6 separate regions of the Sus scrofa genome follow, and all the other regions are linked to region 5. The links are chromatin contacts, called in public Hi-C, HiChIP or PLAC-seq and promoter capture Hi-C maps. All regions are on one chromosome and are shown on one strand. Each heading gives the region's core, a stretch centred on a gene start, on an enhancer-like site or on the middle of the called end of the contact. The rest is flanking DNA. Distances are from core to core; before and after follow the strand shown. Region 1 holds the start of LOC110255906 (collagen alpha-2(V) chain-like). Region 2 holds the start of DNAH2 (dynein heavy chain 2, axonemal). Region 3 holds the start of WRAP53 (telomerase Cajal body protein 1). Region 4 holds the start of MPDU1 (mannose-P-dolichol utilization defect 1). Region 5 holds the start of PER1 (period circadian protein homolog 1). Region 6 holds the start of NAA38 (N-alpha-acetyltransferase 38, NatC auxiliary subunit).

The links. Promoter capture Hi-C pulls out the DNA fragments that hold promoters and counts their contacts. A called contact is a pair of places that touch in the nucleus more often than the background predicts. HiChIP or PLAC-seq counts read pairs in DNA pulled down with a chosen protein or histone mark.
Region 1: a contact with region 5 is called in a Hi-C map of skeletal muscle, with 2.7 times the contacts expected there. The contact joins the promoter of LOC110255906 here to the promoter of PER1 in region 5. A contact is called at or near these places in 1 of 5 promoter capture datasets (liver), 4 of 47 Hi-C or Micro-C datasets (liver and skeletal muscle) and 1 of 2 datasets of contacts at active chromatin or transcription factors (alveolar macrophages).
Region 2: a contact with region 5 is called in a Hi-C map of embryonic fibroblasts, with 2.7 times the contacts expected there. The contact joins the promoter of DNAH2 here to the promoter of PER1 in region 5. A contact is called at or near these places in 1 of 47 Hi-C or Micro-C datasets (embryonic fibroblasts) and 1 of 2 datasets of contacts at active chromatin or transcription factors (alveolar macrophages).
Region 3: a contact with region 5 is called in a promoter capture Hi-C map of liver, with 5 times the contacts expected there. The contact joins the promoter of WRAP53 here to the promoter of PER1 in region 5. A contact is called at or near these places in 1 of 5 promoter capture datasets (liver), 2 of 47 Hi-C or Micro-C datasets (liver and skeletal muscle) and 2 of 2 datasets of contacts at active chromatin or transcription factors (alveolar macrophages and skeletal muscle).
Region 4: a contact with region 5 is called in an H3K27ac HiChIP or PLAC-seq map of alveolar macrophages. The contact joins the promoter of MPDU1 here to the promoter of PER1 in region 5. A contact is called at or near these places in 1 of 47 Hi-C or Micro-C datasets (liver) and 2 of 2 datasets of contacts at active chromatin or transcription factors (alveolar macrophages and skeletal muscle).
Region 6: a contact with region 5 is called in a Hi-C map of liver, with 4 times the contacts expected there. The contact joins the promoter of NAA38 here to the promoter of PER1 in region 5. A contact is called at or near these places in 1 of 5 promoter capture datasets (liver), 3 of 47 Hi-C or Micro-C datasets (heart right ventricle and liver) and 1 of 2 datasets of contacts at active chromatin or transcription factors (alveolar macrophages).

Annotation. Positions count from the first base shown.
Region 1 is chr12:53,090,049-53,093,995 of Sscrofa11.1, reverse strand. LOC110255906 (collagen alpha-2(V) chain-like) reads left to right here and starts at 2,338. Exons shown (of 4, transcript XM_021066316.1): 1 at 2,338-2,507. The coding sequence starts at 2,338. All of the region lies in intron 1 of KDM6B (lysine-specific demethylase 6B), which reads right to left.
Region 2 is chr12:52,980,095-52,984,502 of Sscrofa11.1, reverse strand. It overlaps DNAH2 (dynein heavy chain 2, axonemal), which reads right to left and starts at 2,286. Exons shown (of 89, transcript XM_013981316.2): 1 at 2,190-2,286; 2 at 299-469. The coding sequence starts at 455.
Region 3 is chr12:52,953,365-52,957,822 of Sscrofa11.1, reverse strand. WRAP53 (telomerase Cajal body protein 1) reads right to left here and starts at 3,149. Exons shown (of 10, transcript XM_003131944.4): 1 at 2,410-3,149; 2 at 2,164-2,262; 3 at 1,946-2,057. The coding sequence starts at 2,813. TP53 (tumor protein p53) reads left to right here and starts at 4,037. Exons shown (of 11, transcript NM_213824.3): 1 at 4,037-4,148.
Region 4 is chr12:52,876,716-52,881,042 of Sscrofa11.1, reverse strand. MPDU1 (mannose-P-dolichol utilization defect 1) reads right to left here and starts at 2,119. Exons shown (of 7, transcript NM_001044619.1): 1 at 2,006-2,119; 2 at 257-322; 3 at 1-70. The coding sequence starts at 2,108. It overlaps CD68 (CD68 molecule), which reads right to left. Exons shown (of 6, transcript NM_001291776.1): 6 at 3,787-4,117. The coding sequence ends at 3,984.
Region 5 is chr12:53,374,232-53,378,534 of Sscrofa11.1, reverse strand. It overlaps PER1 (period circadian protein homolog 1), which reads left to right and starts at 1,812. Exons shown (of 24, transcript XM_005657042.3): 1 at 1,812-1,962; 2 at 2,192-2,328. VAMP2 (vesicle-associated membrane protein 2) reads left to right here. Exons shown (of 5, transcript XM_003358281.5): 5 at 1-128.
Region 6 is chr12:53,110,330-53,114,572 of Sscrofa11.1, reverse strand. NAA38 (N-alpha-acetyltransferase 38, NatC auxiliary subunit) reads left to right here and starts at 2,086. Exons shown (of 4, transcript XM_013990020.1): 1 at 2,086-2,125; 2 at 2,294-2,630; 3 at 2,821-3,004; 4 at 3,165-3,324. The coding sequence starts at 2,550. The coding sequence ends at 3,277. It overlaps TMEM88 (transmembrane protein 88), which reads right to left. Exons shown (of 2, transcript XM_003131950.4): 2 at 3,925-4,243.

The sequences.
Region 1 (3,947 bases), core at 1,089-3,588, 290 kb after region 5:
AAAAAGCCGATTAAAGGTGGGATCCCTGATGCTGGAGAATTTTCCTGTCCCATTACTGACAGTCAGAGGGGATGGGAGAATCTGTTTCCATGGCAACCAGGAAAAGCCACTGGAAAGTGGTCCTCCAGGCTTTCCTTTTAGGAAGCAGCCTAGACCACAGAGGGAGGGGAGCATGCTATAGCATCTGTGATAAGTCAACAGTGGACACCCAACCCATGATTCCTCTTCTGACTGGACCCTCCTGCTGAGAGTCCCTGGTCTCAGAGTAGCCCCAACTGCCTGATACCTACACCCAAATCAGCTTCAGTCCTGGCTTCAGGCTCACAGAAACTATTTCTTCAGCTCTGCTGCCTCCCTAACCTTATCAAGACACCAGTCAACCCCACCCTGTGGACTCTGCCCCCTCTCCTTCCCCCAGGCGGGTGCAGGCAGATCTTGGTGAGAGCACAGGTGGCCAGACGAGATGAACGGGCCCAGCAGGGAGAAACCTTCCTCCTATGACTCTGGGCCTGGGTTTGGAAGTGGCCTCTGCTGCAAGCCTCCCTTCCATCCACCCCTCAAGGCCATATCCTGTTTCCCCATCACATCCTTCCTCTGTGTGGCCCAAGAAGGTGATAGGGGCCCACTCCCTCCCCTCCTAACTCTGAGACACAAGAACCAGGTGTCCATGCAGGGGTCAGACCTAAGTCTGCCCTCACCTCAAACTCACTCCTCAGGGACCTATGTTTTCTGCTCTCTTAGCCATAGTTCTCTACCCTTAAGGACCCAGACACTTGGGTCCCAGTCTAGCCTCTCCACTTCCGGCCTTCCAGCCCCCATCCTTCCCCCTGCCCCTAGAGACTCAGGCCCCCAGCCCCCAACCTCCATGATGCAATGTGCTGCAAGCTGCCTTGGCTGCTGATGACACTGCCCCCGGGGGGAGGTGCTATTTCTGACCCAAGCAAGGCCCCTCACCTGGCCAGAGTAGTGGTCAGCTGCAGGCTAGAGAGGCCAGGCAGGCAAGTTCCTTCTGCTGGAGAAGGGAGCTTGAGGCTGGATCCCTCCAGGACAGGGACGCTCAGAATGTGAGACCAGGGAGTGAGTGAGCGAGAGTCTATGTGTGTGTAGTCTGTAGCATTTGTATATGTGGTTGTGTTGAGGGAGAAAGGGAAGCTGGGGAGGGTCTAGCCTACAGAGAGGGGAGTGGCAGGCCTTAGGACAGACTAAGAGGAGGAGTGAGGGGCAGCCGAGGGGGTCAGCGGGGTGTGTATGGGGTGTCTGGACACCAGAGTGGGGGAGGGGCCAACAGCCGTTTAAAGGGCCAGCCCCAGAGCTTTAATCCCTCACCAGCTCTGGCCCCAAGCCGGAGGCTGTAATTCATCTGTCCAACAGCTGGGGTGGGTGTGTGTGGTGGGGGGGGGCATGTGGACGGGAAGGGGGAGCTGGGGGAGGGGCCGCGGCTTTCTTGTGCACAGAGCCAAACAACAAAAGGAAAAGCTGAAGGGCCAGCTCCAGTGTGCCCAGGCCAGGCTGCTGACCCACAGACCTGCCAGTGGCCCCCACCTGGTGGCCAACAGGCTCTGTAGTTTAGACTCATGGATTCTTGGCCAAGGACTCCATGAACCCAAAGGTGGGGCCCTGGAGAAGGCCCACGCTGAGTGCCCCCCCAGGCAGGCTGTCAGCCCTCCTTGCAGGTCCCAGCTGCAGCCCGATCCCAGACCTGGCAGGCCTCGCAAAAGATTCAGCCTCAAATGCCCTGCTCACCGGCCAAGCCTCCCCAGACATGGTCTGCCGGCTCGGCTCCCCCTCCCGCTGGCGCAGGGTGGCAGCGGCCACACCGAGGCTGTCCCTTTAAATCATTACCACCCCTGATGGTGTGGATGAACTGAGGGCCCTGCCCCCCAGGCAGGCAGCTTGCCACCTCCCCCCCACGAGTCCCCAGAAATGTGAGGGCCATTTAAAGGGACAACAGAGAGGCAGCCGGGTCCCTAACCGCCCCCGCCCCCACCCCGCGTACACTCGCAGCCCCTTTCCCCCACGACACACAGCCCCTTGCCCCTCCAGAGGGCCCCCCAAATTCCGGTTCTCTCCCCACCCCTAGAGACTGCTAGAGGAGAAAGGGGGCCAGAGTTGGGGGGCGGGGAACTGGGGGAGCGAGAAAAGGACAGGGACTCCCTCCTTCCTCAGAGCCCCAGGGGACAGGTCGGAAGGAAAGCAAAGCCAGGAGAAGCAGCGAGACAGAGCCCCGAAAGGTGCCGCGGGCAGACCTGGGACGCACAGGCTGTCGGGCGACGGGAAGGGAGTCAGGCTGCACGAGACGGCGGCGCGGCCGGCGGGTGACCAGCCCAAGTGGGGGAGATGGAACGAGGAGGGCCGGGGGAAAGCGGCAAGGCCGGGGGCGACGGGGAGACGGAACCGGGGAAAGGGGTCAGCCGGGAGGGTGTGGAGGAAAATCCGAGAAGGGAGGGCGAGCCAGGCCGGGGTTACCTGCTGGGTGTCTGTCCCCCGGCGGTGCCCCCGGAGTCCGGGTAGGGAGGGGGGAGCAGCAGGGGGGGAGTGGGGGCTGGGGGGGCGGGGGAGACGGTCCCTCCTCTGCCTCCTGGGCCTGCCCCGGCGCTTGCAGCCTCTGCCTCCCTCCCTCCTCCTCCCCGTCCCTGAGTCCCGGAGTCAAACAAAGAACTGTAGCAGGCTCTCCCCAACCCCCTCCCTCCTCCTCCTCCTCCTCCTCCTCCTCCACCTCCTCCTCCCCTCCCTCCCTCCCCACCAGCAGGCTCCCTCCTCCTCCCTTCCGGTCTCTTCCTTCAACTACCCGCCCCCCCCCCAGCCCCCAGCACTGGTCTCTCTACCCACCCACCCGAGCCTTTTACACACCCCTCGGCCAGCCCTGTCCCCGCAAAGGAAACCGTGGAGTCCCTCTGCAAAATTGAAAGGCTCCAGAGAACATGGGAGGGGATTGGGGTCTTGCTCAAAAATCGAGAACCACAATACAATTATTTTATTTTCACAGCCAGAGGAATAGTCTGAGCTGTCTCTTCTTCAAGAAGGGGGGGAAAAAATAATCCCAAAGAAAGCAATACAAATCTGACTAAAGCCCTCATCAAATAAAGTGCACAATGCAGTGGAAGCTAATCCCCAAACCCCTCTCCCCCCACCTACCAAATTAACACAAACTCTCCATTCCTAAGATCATGGTCAGTTGGAAGCAGGCTTACCAACCATAATAGTAAAATAATAACTAACAACATTTAACAAGAACAAGCATTTCATAACAAGCGTTCATTCAGTGTTCATTCTGTGCCAGGGACTGTGCTAAATGCTTTGCATAAATAATTTTGTTTTTCCCAGTCAACAGCCTAGAAGGTAGGTATTGATATTTAAATTTTCCAGATGAAGACTATGAGGCTCCGAGAGGTGGTCACCTTTCCAAGTACTTATAGCCACGAAGTGGCAGAGCTAGGAATGGAATCCAGGTCTGATCTGACAGCCCGAATTCTAAGGTATACAATAAGAGAAACCAGTATCCAATACCATAACCAACCCCAGGACTTAACAGAGAAGGGGAAACCATAGCTATCAAGTGAGTCCCCTTCCTTCAAGAGTGAGATCTACCCACCGACACAGAATAAAGGCCCTGACTTTCCTAATACAATCTAATACAGTTTCTTGACTCGCTTCCTCACTGTTGGGGGTGTGCGTGAGGTGCCACTGACTAAGGTCAGGGCTGAACTGGTATCCGGTGAATTCCGCATGCCACACACAGTTCTTCTGAGTGAGGAGCTATCTGGCAATTTCAACTCAAAAGGAGGGGGGGGCAACGAAACACTTGGCAATGCAGCAGGTGGGAAAGGAAAAAGACTGCTGGGAGGCTGGGGGAGGGGGGCGCTTGGAGGGAAAGCCCTTCTGTGCCAATCTAGGGAAAAAGTGACCCAGGGTTCTCTTAACCAGCAAAGGGGCAAAGTCTTTCCACT
Region 2 (4,408 bases), core at 1,037-3,536, 390 kb after region 5:
CCCTCTTCACTGGGGTAGGAGGAACCAGGAACACTTGCAACAAGGAGGAAGAGGCTACGAGAGAGGGCTGGCTAGCGAGCTCTCGGTGAACTGGGGGGGAATTTTAAGACAGAAAGAACAAGTATAAGGGTGGTCGGGGGGGGGGGGGGAACACAATACAAGGGACCTAGCGGCAGCGGCAGATCTGAGATTCCACCCAACCCCTTGCTTTTGATCCAAAAGCAAGAGAAGCTGCTCCCAGCCCCAAGACCCTCTTTAAATAATTCTGCCTCCAAGCCCCTCCCTAGCTTGGACCTACCAAGCTCCTCCTTGAGAGACTCGGGCTCCGCCTGGGACTCCCTGCTGGCCGGCGGGGTGGTCTCCTCGGCCTGTGGGGCCAGCGCAGCCTGGGCGGCTCGCCGGCGAGCACTTCCCCGGCCACTCACTTTCCTCTTCTTCTCAGCTTTGCTGGACATCGTGTAGACAAAACCTGCAGACACAGGGAAGCTGGGGGTCCACAACCGGATCCCCCCTGTCTTTTCCCTGGGATAGTCTACTTTCTTTGACACATTGGGTTAAAAATCAAAGTCAGTCCCTCAAGGCCTCAGGAATAAGTGGAAGCTAAGGATGATGGCCCAGGAGTTCCTGTTGTGGTTCAGTGGATTAAGACCATGACTAGTATCCATGAGGATGCTGGTTCGATCCCTGGCCTCACTCAGTGGGTTAAGGATCCAGAGCTAGCATGAGCTGTGGAGTAGGTTGCAGACACGGCTCAGATCTGGTATTGCTGTGGCTGTGACGTAGGCCAGCAGCTGCAGCTCCGATTTGAACCCTAGCCTGGGAACGTCCATGTGCCATGGGTCTGACATTAAAAAGAAAAAAAGGGGGGCCCACCCCACTAATGAGGAGTCAGGAACCTCTGCCCAGAGGTGTAAGGTTCTCATGAAAAGATCTACACGCTGAGGTGTGGTTGCACAAACCGTCAGGGCCGTGGATGAGTGGGAGGGCACAGGGAGGGGAAGACTGTCCCCACGTTCCACACCTTTTGTCACTGTGTCAAGTTACCAAGCAACAAGATGATTTTCCCATGTCCTTCCTTTCCTCCCAAGTTCCCTCCCCCCAAAGAGGGGGAAACAGAAAAATGCCCCCTCTCCTCCCACTAAAATCTGCAACCTCCTTAAGCAAAGAAACGACAGCATTTGCAACACGTCTCTTTAGCTTTTCCTTCCTGGGGGTAGGAACCCCCTCTCTTTAGCTTTTCCTTCCTGGGGGGTAGGAACCCCGCTCCGTGGGTACTGAAAAGGTCTCTTAGCACAGGCTGGCTGAGTCATTCCGAGCTAAGGGATAATGAAGGTGAAGAGCAGGATTCTAGATGCCCTGAGAACAGACTGGAGGAAGGAAAGACAAACGTCACCCAATGGCGAATTTCAAATGGTGTCTGGGGAGGGGAGAAGAGGATGGGGGGTGGTGAGGAAGGCCCCAGCAGCGTTTCTCTCCGAAAAGGAGGACGTCGGGGGGCCGGGCATCCCTGGCGGGCAAGGTCTGATTCGCGGCCATTCCCTCTTCACTCAGCTCTGGCCTGACAGCCACCTGTGGCTTTTCTTTCTCATCCCCACAGGCTGCCGCCGGCATTGATCAGAGGTTATGAGTTTCAAACTTGAAGGCTGTGCTCCAAGGAAAACGGTTCTATTAGGCCAGCACATCAATACAGCCAACTGGGGCAGGGCGGCTTCGGGCTTCCGCCACCCGCCTCCAGAGAAGCGACAGGCTGCGCTTCCCCGCCTCCAAGTGGAGCCTCGGGAACATTCCGCTGGCCAGGCTGGGAGCCCTCTCCCCACGGGGTTCACGCCATGGCCCCACTCCGAGACCCCAGGAGGAGCTTTCCACGAGCCTGGGACTCTTTCTATTACTCGGGAAACACCGCAGCGGGCCGGCCCTCTCCTCCGACCCCCAGTGGCTGCCAGCGAGCCAGTTTCCCCTCCCAGGAGCTTCCTCACACAACTGTCACAACCGTCCCCGCTTCTTCATCTCAACTCCAACTGCCCCTTCCTCTCCCCACAACTGCCCCTTGCTCTCCCCTCCCCCACAGCTGCCCCTTTCCCCGCCCCCCTCAACTCTCCCTCCTACCCCCTCACCGCTGCCCCTTCTTTCCGCACCTCCCGGCTCTCCCGGGCATTCCTCCCCTCCTCCCCTCTGCCCCCGACACACACCTCACGACGCCGACCCTCTCCTCCCTAGGCCGACCGACCGGCCCCTTCAGCTAACAAGTTGCCCCGCGTGGCCCTCTCGGGCCCGCGCCTGCACGCGTCACCATGGCAACCGAAGCGGGAGGGGGCGGGTGGCTGGGGCGCGAGCCCGCGAGCTCGGCCTCCTGGGCGCAGGCGCAGTGAAGTCCGGACCCCAGGCTCCCTGCCCCGCTGGTCCCGTGTCTCCCCGGCGGGGACCAGGGGCAACAGGGCTGGGGGGCAAGGGAAAGCTGCCAGACCTGGCAGGCTGGAGGGTGGCGGGGGGTCTGGTCGGAACACAGGCTGGAAGGCCTGGGGCTGGGAACAATGAGCAGCCTCCTGCAGGACACCAAACAGGCTGGGGGAACCTGAGCGCCCGACCCCGCGCCGGGGTCTGTGGGCTCCATCCCGGGCGAGTCCAGCAGATGGCGCCGGGGGTTCCGCCGGCGAGGCTCACGCGCGCCCTAGAAGGCGCTCCAGGATTTCGAGGCAGCCGTGGCTGCAGCTGAGTCCGGGGGAAAAACCGGGGCTGGAGCACCTCTGCCCTCCTGCTTGTTCCCCCTTCTTAGTTCGGACTGGGGTCTAGGATCGCCTGGCAGCGCGGGGCGGGGGAAAGAGGGAAGAACGGAACTGGAATTTGGGGAATCTGAGGATTGGCTTTGGAAAGCGTCGCTCGTTTTGGGGGGACAGGAGGCGGGGACTCTCTGGGGAAGGTGACCGGGCCGGGGAGGGGCTCGGCTCTCCGTAAGAACAAAGGCTGAGTCCTGGGGAAGCGAGGACAGGGGTGTGAGAAAAGGGGCAGACCGCCGCAGGTGCTAGGGGGCGCTGCGGGCTGGGGCTGCCCGGAGAAGCGCCTGGAAGACTGAGCTGTACCTGGGGCTGGTAGAAGCTCTAGGGAGGCCTGGGAGATCCAGAGAAGAAGCGAATCTGGGGGATGGGAAGGCACCCTCCCTGCTTCCATCAATAGTGCCTAATTAAGACAAAGCCAGCAGCGAGCCACTGATTACATTTCCATGAAGAGCTAAATTGATGACATTTTCTTCTCGGGATGAGGAGAGAAGCTGGCACCTCAGTTCCCCCTTTTCCTGGGCGGTGTTCACACCTGACGGATCTCATTATGCCAGTCTGGCACCGCGAGGAGTGGCAGACCCTGGTACTCCTGTAGGGCCCATCCACACTTAGACCCAGCTTAGCTCTCACCATCCTGCCTACCACATTTTTTCCCCCAGAATTGACAACCCCTGGCCCTTGGCATCACGAGAGCCCCATTATCCTTAAAGTGGGTTTCTGGGCTCCTGCCCAGCCCACACTCCTGTTGCCGACAGCAAGGATTGAAGGAGAGAGGGGTCCTGCCACACCCCAAAGCCAGCTGCACAGGAAGCAGATGGAAGTGGGTGATCTTCTAACCAGTTAGGCAGAGGTTGGCAGAGAAGTGACGGTGATTGGTTCAGTCCCCCAAAGGAGTGAAGATTTGAAGGAAGGGCTAACCTGGGGAGACTTGCGGGCAGGGCTCATGACTTCCTCAGAGAAGGGAATGCTGTGTAGACCCCATTTCTTTTCTGAACACCCCCCCAACACACACACAACCTTGGCTGTGCCTAGGGATCCCAGCCCCCTACATTATGCTAAATAGGTAATCAAACATCTTGCTTTGCTAATTACTGCTCAATCCGATTAAACACTGCTGAAGCTCATCAACAGAGGTGGAGGTAGGGGGAAGGGCTGAAGCGGGGCAACCACAGCTGTGACGAGGTCCTGTCCCCAGCTCCTCCAGGGGGCCGCTGAGGAGCAGCCGGGCTACCTCTGGCCCAGGACCTCCCAAAGGAAATGAGCAGAGGGGTTGTGGCCCAGGACCCTTCATCTCACTGCGTCCTCCCAGTCTCAGGCTTTCCCTCCTCCCCGAACCCTCATTACCCTCAGAACCCAGGCATCCGGCCATTCCCACAGCTCCCCACACACACCCCTGTCCCAGCTTTAATAAGTTCTCTTCTCTCACTGTCAATATTTGATTTCTCCGAGCCATCTCCACGGAGAGAGGGGGCTGTTCCCCTGCTTCCCCCCTACCTTGGCCCTTTCTTGCCCACCCCAGTCTCTTTGTGCCCCCAACCTTCTCTGAACCAGCTGACTTAATGAAATGATATTAAAGTCTTAAGCAACTCCAAAAGAATGGTTGTTATGGTGAAGGGAGTGGGCAGGACGCCTGG
Region 3 (4,458 bases), core at 1,900-4,399, 420 kb after region 5:
CCCAAACTACATCCCGAGCACCCTTCTCAAAGTCTCCCCTTAGATTTACATTGCCGCGACCTAAAAACCCTTGACTTCCATCCCAAGAGCTCTTCACTTCCCAAGTGAACTGTATCTCCATCCACCCCACTGGCTTCGCAGTCCCACAAAATATACTTCAACTCCACCCATCTCTCTCTCTCCTGATGCCACCCCAGCCCAAGCCAGCATCGTTTCTCGCCTGGACTATGACAAACTGCGTCTTAACAGAGTCTCCACTCTTGACCACTCACAGTCCATCAGAATTCCCTGGTGGCCTGGTGGTTAAGGATCTGGCATTGCTACTGCAGTGGCACGGGTTCAATCCTGGGCTTGGGAACTTTCATGTGCAGCCAAAATAAATGAGTAAATAAACTTCAACTATCATTTCACTCTTTTATTTTTTATTTTTCTTTTTATGGCCACACCTGTGGCATATGGAAGTTCCCAGGCTAGGGCTCACATTGGAGCCACAGCTGCTCGCCTACACCACAGCCACAGCAACGCCAGATCTGAGCCACATTTTCGAATTATGCGTGCAGCTCATGGCAACGCCGGATCCTTTAACCCACTGAGCAAAGCCAGGGATGGCACCCACCTCCTCATGGATCCTAGTCTGGTTCTTAACCCACTGAGCCACAATGGGAACTCCCAACACTCTTCTCTTTTAAAACTCTCCCATGGCTTCCCAGAGGCACTCCGAAGGCCCCACCCACAAGATCTGGCATCAGGCATGGTGGCCTTCTTTCTGTTCCTTGAACACATGAAGTTCTTTCCCAGCTCTGGGTTCTCTGGGTTGTTGTAGCATCTCTGCCCCCTTCTTTTTTTTTTTTTTTGTCTTTTCTAGGGCCGCTCCCTCGGCATATGGAGGTTCCCAGGCTAGGGGTCGAATCAGAGCTGTAGCTGCCAGCCCACGCCACAGCCATAGCAATGCGGGATCCAAGCCGCATCTGCAACCTACACCACAGCTCACCGCAACGCCAAATCCTTAACCCACTGAGCAAGGCCAGGGATCGAACCCGCAACCTCATGGTTCCTAGTCGGATTTGTTAACCACTGCGCCACGACGGGAATTCCCACATCTCTGCCTCTTTGTGGAGCACTCTTTCTATACCTCTTCACATGCCGATCTTGTCATCCTTCAGGTCTTAGCTCAAATGTTTCCTTTTCAGAGAACTCCTCCCCAGCCACTTTATTTAAAGTGGTATCCTCTGGTTAATCTCTCCTCATTCTGTTTACTTCCTTCACGGTATATATATATATATATATATTTTTTTTTTTTAAAGCCCGCACCTGTGGCCTATGCAGGTTCCCAGGCTAGGGGTCGAATCGGAGCTACAGCTGCCGGCCATAACCACAGCCACAGCCATGCAGTATCCGAGCCGCATCTGTGACCTACATCACAGCTCTCGGCAATGCCAGATCCCTCACCCACTGAGCAAGGCCAGGGATTGAACCTGCAACCTCATGGTTCCTAGCTGGATTCATTCCCATTGCGGTATTTAACAAATACCCCTTCATGGTATTTGTTAAACTCAATAATGAACTTGACTGCTTATTGGGTAACATGTTTCCCACACAAGAAAGCAAACCAGTTCTTCATCTGTCTCGTTCATCACTTCACCCCAACACCAAACACAGTAGGTGGCATATTAGTGGTCATTCAATAAATATCTGAAAGTCAATTAAAAACTACGGAGAGAAATCCACTACTCCTTTATGGAAAACATATATTCCTAATGAAAGATAAGCCAAATATCACTTTAAATGACTTCGGAACTGACGGCCGAAAATGCTACCTGTGGAAACTCACGGTGAAAAAATACCCTGTTTGTGACAGGAAACATGTGGACTGTACTTTCTCCATCTACAGGCAGGACTTAAAAGTGCCCTGGCTGAGGAAGGGGCAGTTAGTCCCTACCCTTACCATTTCTGCGTATTCCAGCTGCTCCCCCTCACTGTACAGCTCTGGGGGCAGGTTATAAATCCGCAGGACGTTATCAGCACTATTGGTCAGGATGCAGGAACCATCAGGGGCCCTAGGAGTAGGAGAGAGAAGCCTGGATAGACCTGTATCTTGCGAGTGTTGGGCTTGAGCTGAGCAGACCTGTGGCAGAGGTGAGCCCCCTCCTCATCCTTACTTACCACTTACAGCCTTTCAAGAAGTTCTCAGGTTGGGTGCTGAACTCTGACCAGGAACCGCTAAGAAACCGGGGTAGCTGCGAGAAGCTGTAGTTCCAAGTGCTGGAAGGAAGATGGGGAAGACAAACCTGGGTCGCCAAAGCCAAGGAGAAATGGGCCTGGAGAAGTGGGGCTGAGGACTGGCGGATGAGATATATCTCACATTTCCAACCTCCTCAGATTCCTGAGCCAACTGCCATCAGCACTTACGTGTATCCCTCATCCTCTGGAGCGGGTTCCTCAGACACATCTTCCATGTCTTCTCCCGGCCCCAACTCTGGCTTGTTCGTTTCTTCTGCAGGAAGGCTCACTTTTTCAGAAAGTTCTTGCTCCTCGATTCGAGGGCTCAACTCACTAGGAGTATCAAACTCAGCTTCCAACGGAGTGGAGAGAGAAGCTGGGTCCCCTTCCCCCAGCTCCTGGGACACGGCCGAGCCAGCTCCAGGATCCGGGGATATCCGGGGCGCATCATCCCCATCGGGTGGCGGTGGCGTCTGTTCAGGGTTCGTATTTTTATCCATCGAGGAAGCCTGAGGAGAGAGACGGGCTGCAGCTGGGGCCTGGTCTGAAGGAAGGCAGTCCGGAGCTAACACTGGCGCCTCCGGGGTCTTCATACTGCAGAGGAAGCACGGCAAACATTGGCCGCGGCCAGGCAATCCTCTTCCCGCCGGCTACCAGCTGCCGGGCCTGCGGAACGGCAGAGACCGCCGTAAGTTCGCACGGATCCGGACGCAGAACTGGAGAAACCCAGCAGTGCCTTCTTTCTGCTCCCGGGATAGGACAGAAAACAGCCCCCCGCCCCCAGGCCTCGCGAGGCGAGGCGGGCGAACAGGAATGTTGGAGAGCTCGGCGATCCTTAGCCCTGTCGGTGGCTACGCGCCACCTGTTCTCGCGGGATTTGGGCCCACCATTCGATTGGACCTCCGCATCCCGGATCAGACTTCGCGGGCGACCCACAAGAGGGGCGGGGCAGGGACGTAACAGGTCACGGGTTACCGTTCCCCTCCAGTCCTGAATCTCCTAGTGCCTGCTGGGACTTGTAGTCCGAGAGCTTCTGAGTCAGGGAGATGTGTCTGAGCTCCTCGCGCTATCATTCTTCAAGCACCTACTCCCCTCCCCACCTGCAGAGGGCGCGAGCGCTATATTTGTTTTTACGGGGTTTGAACCTGTTTTGCATCTCAACTCCTCAGACCTCCGTCTCTTTTCATTCATTCAATAAATATTTATCATTGAGCTCTTCTTTGCTACCCAGTACTGTACTGGAAAAGACAAGAATGAATAAGATAGTAGGCAAGGTCTCTGCTCTCCTAACGCTTAGGTTGCTGTGTATTGAAGGCAAGGAACAAATTATTTCAAAACGTGATAGGGTCTAGGAAGGAAATTAAACAAGACAGTGTGATACAACGTAACTAGGAGAATACGTTAGCTTGGAACATTAAGGAAGGTCTTCCTAAAAATTGACATTTTAGCTAATGAGGAACTATCCAGCCATCTGGGAGAGCAGAGTTCCAGGCAAAAGGTGCAAAGGCTGTCTTTCTTTCACCTTCATGTCTGACTCGGGGACAAGTCTTTCAAAATGGTTTCCACCAATTCTGTTCTCACAGATCTGGGTTGTCGAATTTCTTCACCGCAAACTGTCAGTAGCTACAAAACCAACACAGCAGGAATCCTGACTCCCCTCACCCTCACCACCTCCGTCCGTCGCCACCGCCCGCAGGGTAATTGCTTGCCCTTACTTGTCATGGCGACTTTGTGCCAGGAGTCTCGCGATGGTTGCTGGGATTGGGATTTTCCCCTCCCATGTGCTCGGACTGGCGCTAAAAGTTTTGAGCTCCTCAAAAGTCCAGGGCCACCATCCTTGGCGCAGGTAGCTGCTGGTCTCCGGGGTCACCTGACGTCCCGTCTCGAGCGTGCATCCCAGGACAGTGACACGCTCTCCTGAGCTTCGGGTAAGCTCTTAACTGAGCCTGATGAATACTCTATGAGTCATGGGCTCTCGGGTCTGTGTATTTTCAGCTCAGAAGAAAGGAGGATGGAGGTGGAGCGAAAGATTTAGTGATTTGGGGGGGGGGGGGAAATGGAAGTTCTTCTAGCGGCATCAACAGAGGAATGCAATGTTGGGAGGCCTGAGTGTAGATGATAGGGATGTTAGGACCAACCGAACTAAAAAGCTGAACACCTGCGCCGGGTAGTGGGGCTTTGGGGAAAACTTGAGCCTGCCTAAGGGGTTCTTCCCCACCACCGCCACCACCCCATTTC
Region 4 (4,327 bases), core at 870-3,369, 500 kb after region 5:
ATTACCGACTGGAGACTCAGCCCTTCAGCACTCTTGGCTCCCAGGATTTTAAACACTTGGGGCAGTTTTACTGGAGAAAGAGGATGAGAAAGACAGGGTTGAGGAGCTGACACCCTTTGGGAGCAAGACACAATAGCTAAAGAGCAGCCTGGGAGGCATGTTAACCCCACTTCTGGTTAGGGGGCCCAGGGGGTTTATGGCATCTTAGCATTCCACCCACCTCCCAACAGCAGGAAAGGAAGATTAAGAAACATACCCAGAAGTGAGCCAGCCACAATGCCCAGCCCCAGGCATTTGCTGAGGAGAATCTTGAGGCAGGGAACTGAGAAAAGAAAAAGCAGTAAGTAGAGACCTCTGGAACCCAGTCCCAGGCATCCAGGAGGCTCAGGCCTAAAGCCTTTTTATCTTTTTAAGGCTGCACCCTTGCATATGGAGGTTCCCAGGCTAGGGGTCTAATTGGAGCTGTAGCCACCGGCCTACGCCAGAATTGCAGCAACACGGGATCCGATCCACGTCCGGGACCTACACCACAGCAACGTCGGATCCTCAACCCACTGAGCGAGGCCAGGGATTGAACCTGCAACCTCATGGTTCCTAGTCTGATTCTGTGCCACCAAGGGAACTCCGGGATGACTTTTCAAAACAGCTTTTACCATTCCTTTTCTCTAAACCAATCTTCCATTCCCTGCAAATCACATCTAAACTCCATGATTTGACTTCCAAGGCCCTCCGCTGCTTCCCTGTATAGAGCTGATCAATGCTCAAGACTCTTATCCTTTAGTCCCGCCTCTGAGCAACCAGGCAATCTACTTCTCAAGTCTTTCTCCAAGAATAGGGTTTCCTCTGTATCCCTCACTCCAGAACACTTTGTCCCTGGCACCTACTCAGGGACTCAATTACCAGACATCTTCTCTTGTCTTGAAGCTCTACCCCTCAAGGTGCTTGGCCCAGTGGGAGTCAGATTCTCACTGGTCATGAATCCAGTTAAAGCATATCTGTCCCTGGAGCACAGTGGGGCACTATGAACTGACAGAGACATACTGCAAAGGCTCCCCAAAGGGTCTGACATCTTAGGTGGGCACTGGGGTGCAGATGCCTGGCAGATAGAAAGAGGAAGGCAGGCAAGTACAAAATTGGGGAATTCCCATTGTGGTGCAGCAGAAACATGTGACTGGTAACCATGGGGATGAGGCTTCGATCCCTGGCCTAGCTCAGGGGTTAAGGATCTGGTGTTGCCCTGAGCTGTGGTGTAGGTCGCAGACGTGGCTCCAATCCCCACGTTGGTAGCTGCAGCTCTGATTTGACCCCTAGCCTGGGAACTTCCATATGCTGGGGGTGCAGCCCTAAAAAAAAAAAAAAAAATTAGACCATGAGTGGAGTGACCCGCCAGGCTTAGCAATAACGAACCCAACTAGTATCCATGAGGACACGGGTTCGCTCCCTGGCCTTTCTCAGAGAGTTAAGGATACGTCTTTGCTGTGAATTATGGTGCAGGTCGTAGAAGCGGCTCGGATCCAGCGTTGCTGTGGCTCCAATTCGACCCCTAGCCGGGAACTTCCATAGGCCGAGAATGCGGCCCTAAAAAGCAAAAAAAAAAAAAAGACCATGGAAATTAGAAGGAAAGTTACTGGGATGGCAGGAGCCTTGGTGGTGCCACCAAAAGCCTGGATCATAGGCTTTGTATTAATGTAATCTTGCACCTGAAGATATAGCTATCTATTAAAGGTTGGAAAGACCAGATCAGATTTTAACTTTGTTTTGTGAAGTCTTGTCTTTCATCGTTGTCAAACTAATTAAGTATTCACACTCGGCGACTCTCTCCCTCCCCCAAATATGGCGTCTCCCCCCCTACGGAGCGCAAGACACTTCCGCCCTTCTCAGAAGTGACTTCCGCCCAGCACTGGCGTGGCGGTAGTCGCCGGTGTCAGTTAGTCCGCACTGAAGTCCCTTTTAAGGCCCGGGGGCTCTTGAACAGAACTTTGATTGGATTCCAAATGAAACTCACCGTGAAGCAAGTCCCACTGGACGAAAATTTGGTCGTAGCATTTCTCAGGTAAAAGAATCGGCACCAACACCCGTTTGAGCGGCCCATCTACCTCAGCCGCCATATTGCAAAGCTAGCTTCCGCCAGTCGCGCAGACCGCCATTGATTCGCGGTGCGCATGCGCACTCCGAGCTCTCCGCCTCCTGTCTTCTCGCGATAAGTCAGGACCTCCCCAGTTCCCCGCTATTTACGCCATCCCACCTTAGCGGAAAGTAGGTCCCATCCCAGGACCGCGTTTTCTGGACGCGCCCTCCCTGCTGCTGGAGTTTTAAAGCTTGCCAAAGCTGTACGCCTGCGCAGTTCCAGCTTTCGCATCTTTGTTTAAGCTTCCGTTTCGGCAGCAGGATTTATTCTCCTGCATTTCTCCGCTCCTCCTGCTCGGCGCCATCTTGTCTTCTTCCATCTGACTTTACAGTGCTCGAAGTTGAGGGAGAAAGAGCGTGAGTCTGCAAAGTGGCGTTGCGGGGGGGAGCGCTGTGGTTTTCTCTCTTCTTACTCGGCGTCTCCAGAGGGCGCCGAGGGCAGCGGGACGGTATGAGCCAGGCAGCCCTCCTTAGGTTCCGGGCCCATATTTCTCCCTCCTTGGGCTCTCCCAGGCTTTGACGGATGGGAGTGGCAGCAACTGCTGGGTCAGGACAGTGAAGCGGAGGAGGAGGTGGGGAAGGCGAGCCCAGTTTTGGGGGACAGCAGAGCCACCAGCCCTCCTGCGGGCCCAGCCCTGGCTGCTTCTGTGAAACAAGTGCCCCGGGGTTCTTCTCTCTGCCACCCAGCGCCGGGACACCAGCTCGAGCTCTGGTGGCTGGGCCCCTGCTGGGTGGCAGTGCCACACGCTTTGGTGACTCCCGCGCTACAGTCTGCAAGGTCCTACGGGGTGTCTGCAAGGTGGTGGTGTGGTTACTGGGCCTCTGCCACGTGCTGCCCGCAGAGGGGTGGGTCTCCAGGCTCGGGTGGCTGTTTTCTTGCAAGGCTTTTACGACTGGAGAGGCCCTATTCTGGCCCCTGGGATTGCTCTTGGCCGACTGTAAAGGGGGGCGTGGCACTCATTGGTGGTGCAAGCTGTGGCGGTCGGGGCGGGGGGGTGTCTCTTTTTAGAAAATGGACGCAGGCTGCCCTGGGGGTGCCACGCACCACCCCTAGGTGCACCTCCACTGAGGACTTCAGGGTTGGCTTTGCAGGTTGCCCAGGCCGGAGGCATGTTGTTCCCAGGAGCATAGAGTCACTGTATGTGGAGGTCAGGGTGCCTGTTGCTCCCATGGTTGATGAAAACCCTTTACAGGTGAGACAAGAGCATCTCAGGTGTAGCAAGGGTTTATTCCGGGCTTCCCTAGCCTGTTACGAAGCCACCGGTGCAGCCTTTTGAAAGGAAATGAACCCAGCTGTGACCTTTCCCTCCTCACTCATTGCTGTTGTTGCCTGCTTCACCTTAATTGCATGTGATGAGGGTCGGGAAGAAGGCTGCTGGGCTGGGTGGCTCCACTGGATTGGAGGAGAGGGAACTGGTATAGCCAGGGGCCAGCCCCAGAAGAAAAGGAAGAAGGGAGCCAAGGCAGGTTTGACACTAGCTGTGCCAGGCTTTGGGGGGTGGACCCAGGAAGTCACTGGGTTACACGGTGGCATTTTCATCCCTCCTCACCAGTTGTTTCTGGCTCCCTGAGATCCAAGCATGGAAGGCACAGAAAGGCATGAGCCCAGAAACTCATGGCTTTTCATTCTGGCAGGAAGGACAAGGAAAACCAAGCATAGAGATTTGAGCAGGTTTACTATTCTCTCTCTGGAAGTAGGGGAAGGGAAATCAATCATATTTAATAAACATCTCTCCCGATTGCATTATCTCTACTTTTGTTCATCAAGACAGAGAAAGAAGAAACTTTGTCTTAGAGTCAGTTGAGTGGGGAGAAATAAGGGCACCCTCTGGTGCCCTGGGTGTTGGAACAGATGCTCACAGAGGCTGGTAGGCGGGTGGGCGTCTCCGGATGATGCAGAAGGTAACAAGCACCAGGATGAGGAGGCCAAGGAAAATCAGTCCAATGATGAGAGGCAGCAGGATGGTTTGGTCACTGGGACAAGAGAAACCTGGCAGAAAGAAAGGGCAAGTTGGGAGTGCCCGTCGTGGCTCAGCAGAAACAAATCTGAGTCATATCCATGAGGACGCAGGTTTGACCCCTGGCCTTGCTCAGTGGGTTAAGGATCCGGTGTTGCCGTGAGCTGTGATGTAGGTCGCAGACACGGCTCAGATCCCATGTGGCTGTGGCTGGCAGCTACAGCTCCAATTTGACCCCTAGC
Region 5 (4,303 bases), core at 563-3,062:
GGGGTGCTGTGTTCTAGACCCCCTTATTATCCCAGTGTCCCCTGCCCCGCCTTCCCTCACCCCATGCCCCCAATTCTGTGGCGCATCCAGATTGTGAAAATGTACAATAAATGTGTAATGAGTAACCAGGTGGTGGTTTAAGATCTTTTCCTAACCAGTGGGAAGGGTGTTGGATCTGCAGGTAAAACAAGAAGGTTGAGAAGATACATCTGGAAGAGACTGAGCTTTGCCAAGGAACCTGACCTTGGGCAGGGCAAAGTGTGATCCCAAAAGTGGCCACAAGGGGGCACCAGGAATCGATAATGTGTTCATGAGCCCAGGGCCTCAGCCTGGTGAACCCTGCGGTCTGGGCTTCTCAGCTTTCCCCCCATTCCTTTTCTGAGGGCATTTTGCTGTTTCTTGGATCCCTTTCTACTCCTTGACTTAACTCTCAGGTGTTACGCAGTTGCTCCTGTGGTCATTTACTCCTAGACCTGAAATAGGTGGACAACTGGGAAACATCTCTTCCCCTTTGTGCCTAGAACAGTGCTAACATCCAGAAGGGTTAATAAATACTAATTGAACAAAACGGCTCAGGGAGACAGAGGTGAGTGTGGTGTGGAGTCGGCTGCAGGGCTTGCCACCCCTGCCCTGTGTGCAGTCAGACTGGTGACTCTGGACCCCCACACTGAACTCTTAATCTCCAGCAACAAATGCAGCCGATGTGGTACCCTTGCATCTCTGACCCCGGGCACTTCAACAGTAGGTGGGAGTGCTAGGTGAGCTCCGGAGGGCCCATTTTTCTGGGCGGCAACATGAGGGTTCCGCATAGGAAATCTCGATAATGTTTCCTAAACTTGTCGGCTCATGAGAACTACCAGGAATGCTTTTTAAAATAGATTTTCAGGCCCCTTCCCCGGAGATTGAGTCAGCAGTTGTAAGGGACCAAGTGATTCTTATAATTAGGTATACAGTCATTATCATAATGTTCACCATTTGTTGAGGGCTTACTATTTTCAGGACAGGTACTAAGAGCCTTTTTACCCTTCATCTACTGAGTTCTTTACAGGCTTAGGATTCCCGCAGGCTCTTGGACCCGCCTTCTTTATGTGGGAGATCTGGGTTCAAATCATGATCCCATTAGAGACTAGCTTGTTCTTCCGGACAGATTATGTAACCTCTCTGAATCTCAGTATCATTAGTGAGGCGGTGGGAAGTGAGCCGCCGCCTCTTCCGGCTTTATAAGAAGCGCGTGGCCTGGCCACAGAAAATAATCTGGGAGGTGGCTATCATCTTTTTGTCATCATCGTCACGCGGTACGGAGACCTGAAGACCGCTTCACCTAATGCTCACACCTTCCAGCTACTGGGAGTTTCAGGTCCAGAGTCCCAGCGCGGGGGCGCTCTTGTCACGCACGGGACGGCTCTCAAAGCGCCCCCCACAAAGTTACGGGCGCTCACATCTGCGCCTGCGCAGACTCGGCAGTCTAGGGTAAGAGTGTCGTCAAGGAAAATCCCCAGCTTCTAGGTAAACAACTTGCCGCGTGAGACCGCCTGCACGTGTCCTCTACAGCTCCGGAATGTCTCAGCCTATGAGAAAATTGGGAGGGCTGGACTGACGTTTGCGTCACCAATCTAGGCAGGCCGGGGGTGGAGTCACAGCCAATAAGAATTTCGGATGTGAGTGGGGGCGTGTCTTTCCTCAGACCTCCAATCAACGCGCTAGGGCGGCCCCTCCCGCACGTGGATCTGTCGCTTGGTAGGCAAACTGACCAATGAGAAGGTGACGGCGGCGGGCGGTGCCAATGGTAGCTGGGCGGAGGCGGGGGGGGCCCCGCACGCGGCGCGGGGCATGGGTCGGCGCCCTTAGGCCAATAAGCTTGAGGGGCGTGGCGTCCTGGTCGGCGGGCGAGGCTGAAGGAGCGAGTCCAAGTCTCCGAGATCCTAGTTGGGAAGAAACTGTACCGCGCGTGAGAGCCGAGCGGTGAGTGCTCCGGCGTGGTGGGGTGGGGAGCGGGGAGCGGCGGCGATTGGTATAGGTTTTTCCCGCGTGGCGTAAGGAGGAATGTTAATGCAGTACCGTGAAGGAGAATGTGTGGATATGTGATCGCCGCGGTGGGAGCTCTAGTGGTTGCAGGGAATAGGGGCCGCGAACTCAGTTCTAGAGAGAAGGGAGCAGGAATCACTGATTTAAGATCCCTCGCTATTCCAAGGTGCCTGGATCCCTGACTGCCGCGGGGAGGGGTTCGGAAGCGTTCGGCAGCCTGAGGGAGCTGAGACCTCTGCTCCCAGGAGGTACCGGACCCTTTAGAACCAGTGGGGGACGTTCCAGTGCGTGACTGTTGCTCGGGTAGGTGCCTTAAGCACTTGAAAGAGGCCAGGGCGGTGGAGGGAGAAGTTCTCGTCGTTGTTGCTTCTTCGGTTAAGGACGCCGTTTCTGTGAGGATGCAGGTTCTATCCCTTGGCCTCACTCAGTGGGTTAAGGATCATCAGCTGCAGCGTAGGTCGCAGATGCAGCTCGGATTCCTTGTTGCCCGTGGCTGTGCCGGTTGCTCCAGCTGCAGCTCCGATTGAACCTCTGGCCGGGGAACTCATGCCTCATTTGCGGCCAGCAGTAAAAAGGAAAAAAAAAAAAAAAGCAGGAGTTGTGAAGCTAGAGAGAGGCCCTGGTAGGGCAGGTGGGTGGGTACCAAGGGATTGACAAGGTGACTTGAAAAAGGGTGGTGTGATGATTTATGTGACCCTGAGCCAGTCACATCTTGGCTGTGGCTCTGGATGTCTCTCTCATGTGTAAAAAGAAGGGGTTGGGCCTCGGAGCCATCCTTGGGAGTGAGCGTGGGGTAGGAACTATTGGATCTCAAGAGGGAGGATGGATTTGTGCAGATTGGATGCACGTGTGTCTTCCTGAGTCCTTGGAGGGGAGGAGGCAGGAACTGGGTGCTCTGGTATCTGTCTGTACAAGTAACCAGGCCTGTGGTAAAGTGACCTGTGATGAGGTGGAGGAGTCAGGAAGTGGGGTTCCTAGCAGATCACTGGGGCTAGTGGCTGCCAGGGTGATCTCAAGGACTTTGTGAGAATATGAAAACTGGGACAATGCGATTTGAAGTGTGTAGAGAGTGCAGACTGACTGTTGGGGCGGGGGGGATGGCATCTGTGTTTCAGGCACCAAACTCAGAATGGGCTGGGTATTTGAGAGGCCCAGGTCCCCCAGAGGTGGTAACACCTCACAGGTTCTTGAAGGGTAAGAAGCCAGAACGACAAGCCATTAACAGAGTTCAGATTCGAATCCTGGGCCCCATTTGTTAAGAGTCAGAGAACATATTATGAAGCAACTTAGGCAAGTTTAGTAACTTCTGAGCCTTAGTCGGTCTTTGTGCAATGGGGATAATGATATCTATCTCACAGGCTTGTTCTGAAGATTAAATAAGTTAATGTATGTAAAGTACTCAGCAAAATGCCTGGGTCATATTTAAAAAAAATTTTTTTTAGCTAAAAAATATGGCTGTATGGTGACAGTAACAGGAATGGGTGAAAGATTTCTGTGAATGCTGTGGTTAGGGACTGACAATGCTCACATTCTTAAGCTTTTTTGCAACTTTTAGTGACTCCCTCCCTGTTCTCCTCTTCCTGGTTCTTCTGGGCTGGAGCACCAGCCCCAGTCCCTCATTCCTCTCTTTTATCCCTCCCCCAAGATCCAGGCCCCAGGCTGGGCCACTTGCTCTGTCCCAGTTCGATTTCCTCATCCTTGACCCATTCTCCTCCCTGTCCCTCCTCCCTCTCTCTGCTGCCATGGTAACAAGACATTCAGGCTTTGAAGGGGGCCTCAGGGAAGGAGCAAAGGTGCGTGTTCTCTTGCAGAACCTGGGCCTCCAACTTCCCCGCCCTGGCTCTTTGGGACCGGGCCAGCAGATGTGTACAGTCTGGGAGGGGGGAAAGCCAATGCCAGGAGCTGTAGGAACCAGCCGAGGGAGGGTGGATGCGAGTCTCCAGAAGAGAGCCTGGAGTGGGGGCGGGGGAAGCACCCCTTCCTCCTAATCCTCTCTCCAGGAATCCCTGGCTTTGGGACCGGACGGCTGTCGTTGGGTTGGGGGAGGCGCCCAGGCTGGGTGCATGTCCTGGGCTACCAGCCAAAAGAACATGATGTTCCCAAGTGCGCTGGCCGCCGCCCTCTTGGGCTGGCCGCCTCCCAAACCGCTGCCTCTCCGGCCTCCCTGCCCCACATTCCCCGGCTGCCTCGCCCCGCCCCATCCTCCGCTTTGACGTCACCGCCGTCTCCCGCCCCCTCTCTTCCATTGACGGCAGCAGGGCCTGGTTACTGTGGGGAT
Region 6 (4,243 bases), core at 837-3,336, 260 kb after region 5:
TATCAAAAAGCTCCACCTGAGCTCTATTTGACTATCTTCTTCTACATCTCCCTGACTTAAGACAGTTTTTTTTGTTTGTTTGTTTGTTTTTGTTTTTTTTTTTTTTTGGTATCATTCCTATAAACTACTTCACTTCTGGCATTCTCCCCAACTTTCTCAAAGTAAATTGTAATGAAGCGGAGGAGTAGGACCTTTACGCTTCAGCAGGGCCTGGAAACCACAGGCCAGCTCCCAGAGTGGAACAGAAGTCTAGCCGCGCGTGCACGCGCACACACCCCCCCCCCAACACACACACCCCATTCCCACCTCTTTTCCTAAGGGGCACAGAAACAGCTAAACTCAAAATGTCTTGACTCTACATAAGCATCCATCTCCCGCCCTATAGCTCGGTGAGGTCATCATTGAAGTAGAGGAGCAACGCAGGTGTATGGTGTGTACTGTCCACATCGAGAGAATCAAGCTCTTCCTCCTCATCCCAGATACCGTTGTCTTCCAGGGTATCATCCATGTTCAGGTTCTTCCCTTCATATTTCCATGTGTAGCTGGCGGCATGTGCATTATAGGGGAGATAGCGGTGTAGGATTTCCCACAATGATTCCAGAGCCCCCACCTGGAGAACAGAAAAGCAGCCCACCCCCAGTCTCCTGAGTGGAAAGCACCCATGTGCATACAGCTCGCGCGCGCGCCGCGCGCCGCGCGCACACACACACACAAAGCAAAGCAAAGGCCAGGAGCCCCAAAGATGATAGAGCTGGGATCAGAGTGCTTCCCTTGGCCGATAGTGGCTTAAGGCATTCCACAGTCCCAGAAATAAAGATGGAGCTCCAGCATGCAATGAATGGCCCCCAAATCCTACCAGCCTTTAGGGCAGCCACTTCTAATAAACAGTTGGCCCTAAAGTCACTGCCCCCTCACCTCATCTCCACAATAGAGCAGGCTAATAAGAGAGTCCACCTGCAACTGCTGTTCAAAATTCAACATGAACTTGGGAGGACCAAACTACGACGCCCAAACTACCCTGGACTTCTGAGGGAGTCTCTCACACCTTGTGGCTCAGCCACTCCTCGAATTGCTAACCCCGGGGACCTACATGGTCGTCTTCTTCCCTTGGTCACCCGTAAAAGCGGAAAAAAAATACAGCTGCCACTAGTTACGGAGAGCTGCTGGCCTGCAGATCTGCGAGGAGGTTTGCTGGGACTCCCAGTTCCTTCTCACCTGCCCCCAGGCACCAGTTCTCACCTCCAGCGTGTGTTCCTGCGACGTGAGCGTGTTAATGATGCGGATAGTCCGGGTCTTGGCGGACAGCCGCCCCACCTCGTAACGCGACCCCTGCCACCAAGGCTTCCCGAAATCATTGGCCCAGTCCGAACGCGGCAGCTGAGGTGGCACGTGCAGAAAGCGGCCCCAGGGGGTGCGGTATCTCAGGCAACCGGTCAGCGGATCTATGTGCTTGCGGATCTTTAAAGTAGGGTTTGGCGGAGGGGGGTCTGAGCAGTCACTATCTCGGGCTCCGGTCAGCCCCTCCGCCTCGTCCCCGCTCTACAGTGCCCCTCCCCCCAACCCCAGGTTCCAGCAGAACTCACGTCTCCGGTGTCTGGGTCGAACCAGTGGCTGATGTCCTGGCCCGCAACTTCCACGATGGGTTTCAGCAGCAGGTCTCCTGGGAAGGGGCATTCGTGTCAGTGCTAGACACCCAAGAACCAAGCACCCCCAAACGCACGCCCGACGCCGGCCCAAAAGTGCAGCCCTTACCCTTGTACTCCTGTGCCAACGGCGTCAGGTCGTACACGTTTCCCAGGTAAGACACCCAGAGGTCTTCCAGCTGGTTGTGTTGGGCCACCTCGGCCGGCGTGAAATAGCGACGCTGGAAATACTCAAAGTCTGGCCCGGCCACTAGGCCCCGGCGCAGCATGGCTCTCGCCCTCTCACCGGCTCCTTCAGTTGCGCTCTTGCTTTTCAGCGCGCACTCACTACCGCATCCTCCCTCTCGTCCGGGAACTAAGGAGAGGGCGTTTATCCGCTGACATGGAAACCATTGTCCTTTTCCGGCCACCGTCTGTCAAGATCAGACGCTGTGAGGGCGAGGTGGGGCTCACGGGAAACGTGGTCCGATTCCGACGTTGAAGTAATTGAGTGGTGTCCTCCGGAGTTCCGGGGGGAGGAAAAGACCCTCCGTTTTAATTTTGAGTGGCCTGGGCTATAGGGAGTGCTTGGGACGTACTATCTCGCGAGGCAGAAAAACAAGGGAGTGGGGAGTGCGATTAAGAAAAAAGGTATTCTCGCTTCCTTCCAGGGTTCCTAAAGGATATGTAAGAACCGAGAGAGGTGAAAACTTCTCGCGATATCTGAGGACATCCGGCGACCTAGACCTCAGCGAGCCGTTCGCCGAAGCAGGAGACGCTCGCGAGATCTCTGCAGTTGCCGAGGAGACGAGGAGGGGAGGTGATCTCGCGAAAGAAAACAGGTCGGGAGCGCTCGCGAGATCTCAGACCCCCCGGAGCCGAAAGGTTCTCAGCAAGTTGAAGGGCCTGGAGGAGGCCCGCGGACAAATGGCCGGAGCTGGACCAACTATGCTGCTACGAGAGGAGAATGGCTGTTGCAGCCGGCGTCAAAGCAGCTCCAGCGCCGGGGTTAGCGCGGGCTCGGGTTCTGGGATTGAGGGGCCGTCGGGGAGTAAAGTGGGAGGACGGAGGGAGAACTGCAGCTCCCGGCAGCCTCTGGGCTTCCTGCGAGCGCCCCGCGGGCTGTTGGGAGCTGTGGTTCCTCGGGCGGGCAGCAGCCGGGGCGGTGCGGTCTGAGCACATGTCCCGCCCCGCGCAGGACTCAGACGGGGAGCGCGAAGACTCGCCGTCTGCGCGCGCTAGGCAGCAGCTGGAGGCGCTGCTCAACAAGACTATGCGGATTCGCATGACAGATGGACGGACACTGGTCGGTTGCTTCCTCTGCACCGACCGCGACTGCAATGTTATCCTAGGCTCGGCGCAGGAGTTCCTCAAGCCGTCGGGTCAGTGCCTGGGGAATGCATACCCGCCTGGGAATGCCTCGGAGCATTTCCCCTTCAGGGCCTGGCTGTATCCCTCATTTTCGGGGGCCAGAAGCTGTAGCTCAGAAGGGGCGGGACCGACGCTGGCCTGCCTCCCTGATGCTCTGATCCTTCTTTCCAGATTCCTTCTCTGCCGGGGAACCCCGTGTGCTGGGCCTAGCTATGGTACCTGGACACCACATCGTTTCTATTGAGGTGCAAAGAGAGAGCCTGGCGGGGCCTCCCTATCTCTGAGCCCGACCGCGCATGCCTTTCAAACTTCATTAAACCTGTCACTGACATGGCCTGTGTCTGTGTGTGGTTGGGATGCGGGGGGCAAGGATTGCACACCTCCCCCCTAGAGGAAGAAGAGGTTTATCTGAGGTCGGGGGCACTCTCAGCGCTCCTTCCACGTCTAGTGCTGCCAGAGGTGCCCTTATGGTTCGGGGGTGGGGATGGGGGACAGGCTGAGCCTTAGACCCACAGGCCCCAGGGTGGGCCCCATCTTCCCTCCCACGCTGCTGGTCCGGGAGGGGGTGGTGTCATCCTGCTCCGGAAGGCCCATTGTTTCCCTCCCCGGCCTGGCAACACCGAGTTCCTCTAAGCTGGGGTCAGAGAACAGGCTCAGATCCCCAAGGGGAGCAGGACAGGCGACACAGGCTGGGCCTCCTCCACTCTCTTGATGGGGAGGTGACTTTGGGGTCAGGGACAAGGGCTCTGGGGTCTGGACAGGAAGGACGGGCTAGTGCGATAAGGGAAGGCCGGGAGGCCGAAGGATGCTCCCTTCTGCACGCTAGAGCCACACATCCCTCATCCTACCCCCACCCCCATGTTTCCTGCTCCTGGGCACAGGGCAAGAGTGATAACATTGGCGCTACCCCTGTGTTCACAGGATCCCAGGATCTCGTTCAGTTATCTCTTTATTGATGTGTGATCACTCCTTACCCTGCACCCTCGTGCCCCATCCCCCACCCGCAGATACTAGGAGCAGCACCGGAAAAGGAGGGCACCGGCAAAGTTCAGTTGTCCTCTTCACAGGGCGGCAGGAGGGGTGCAGGGTCCAGCCCAGATGTTCAGAATTCAGATAGTAGTGAGGGGAACGTGGGTTTCCCAGGGTGTATCGAAGTTTCTTTCCACCAGCGCTGGGACCACAGATCCTGCTCTTCGGTTCCCCAAGGGGATGCTAGGACCCGGCCCAAGCAGGCGTGGGGGCAGGGTAGG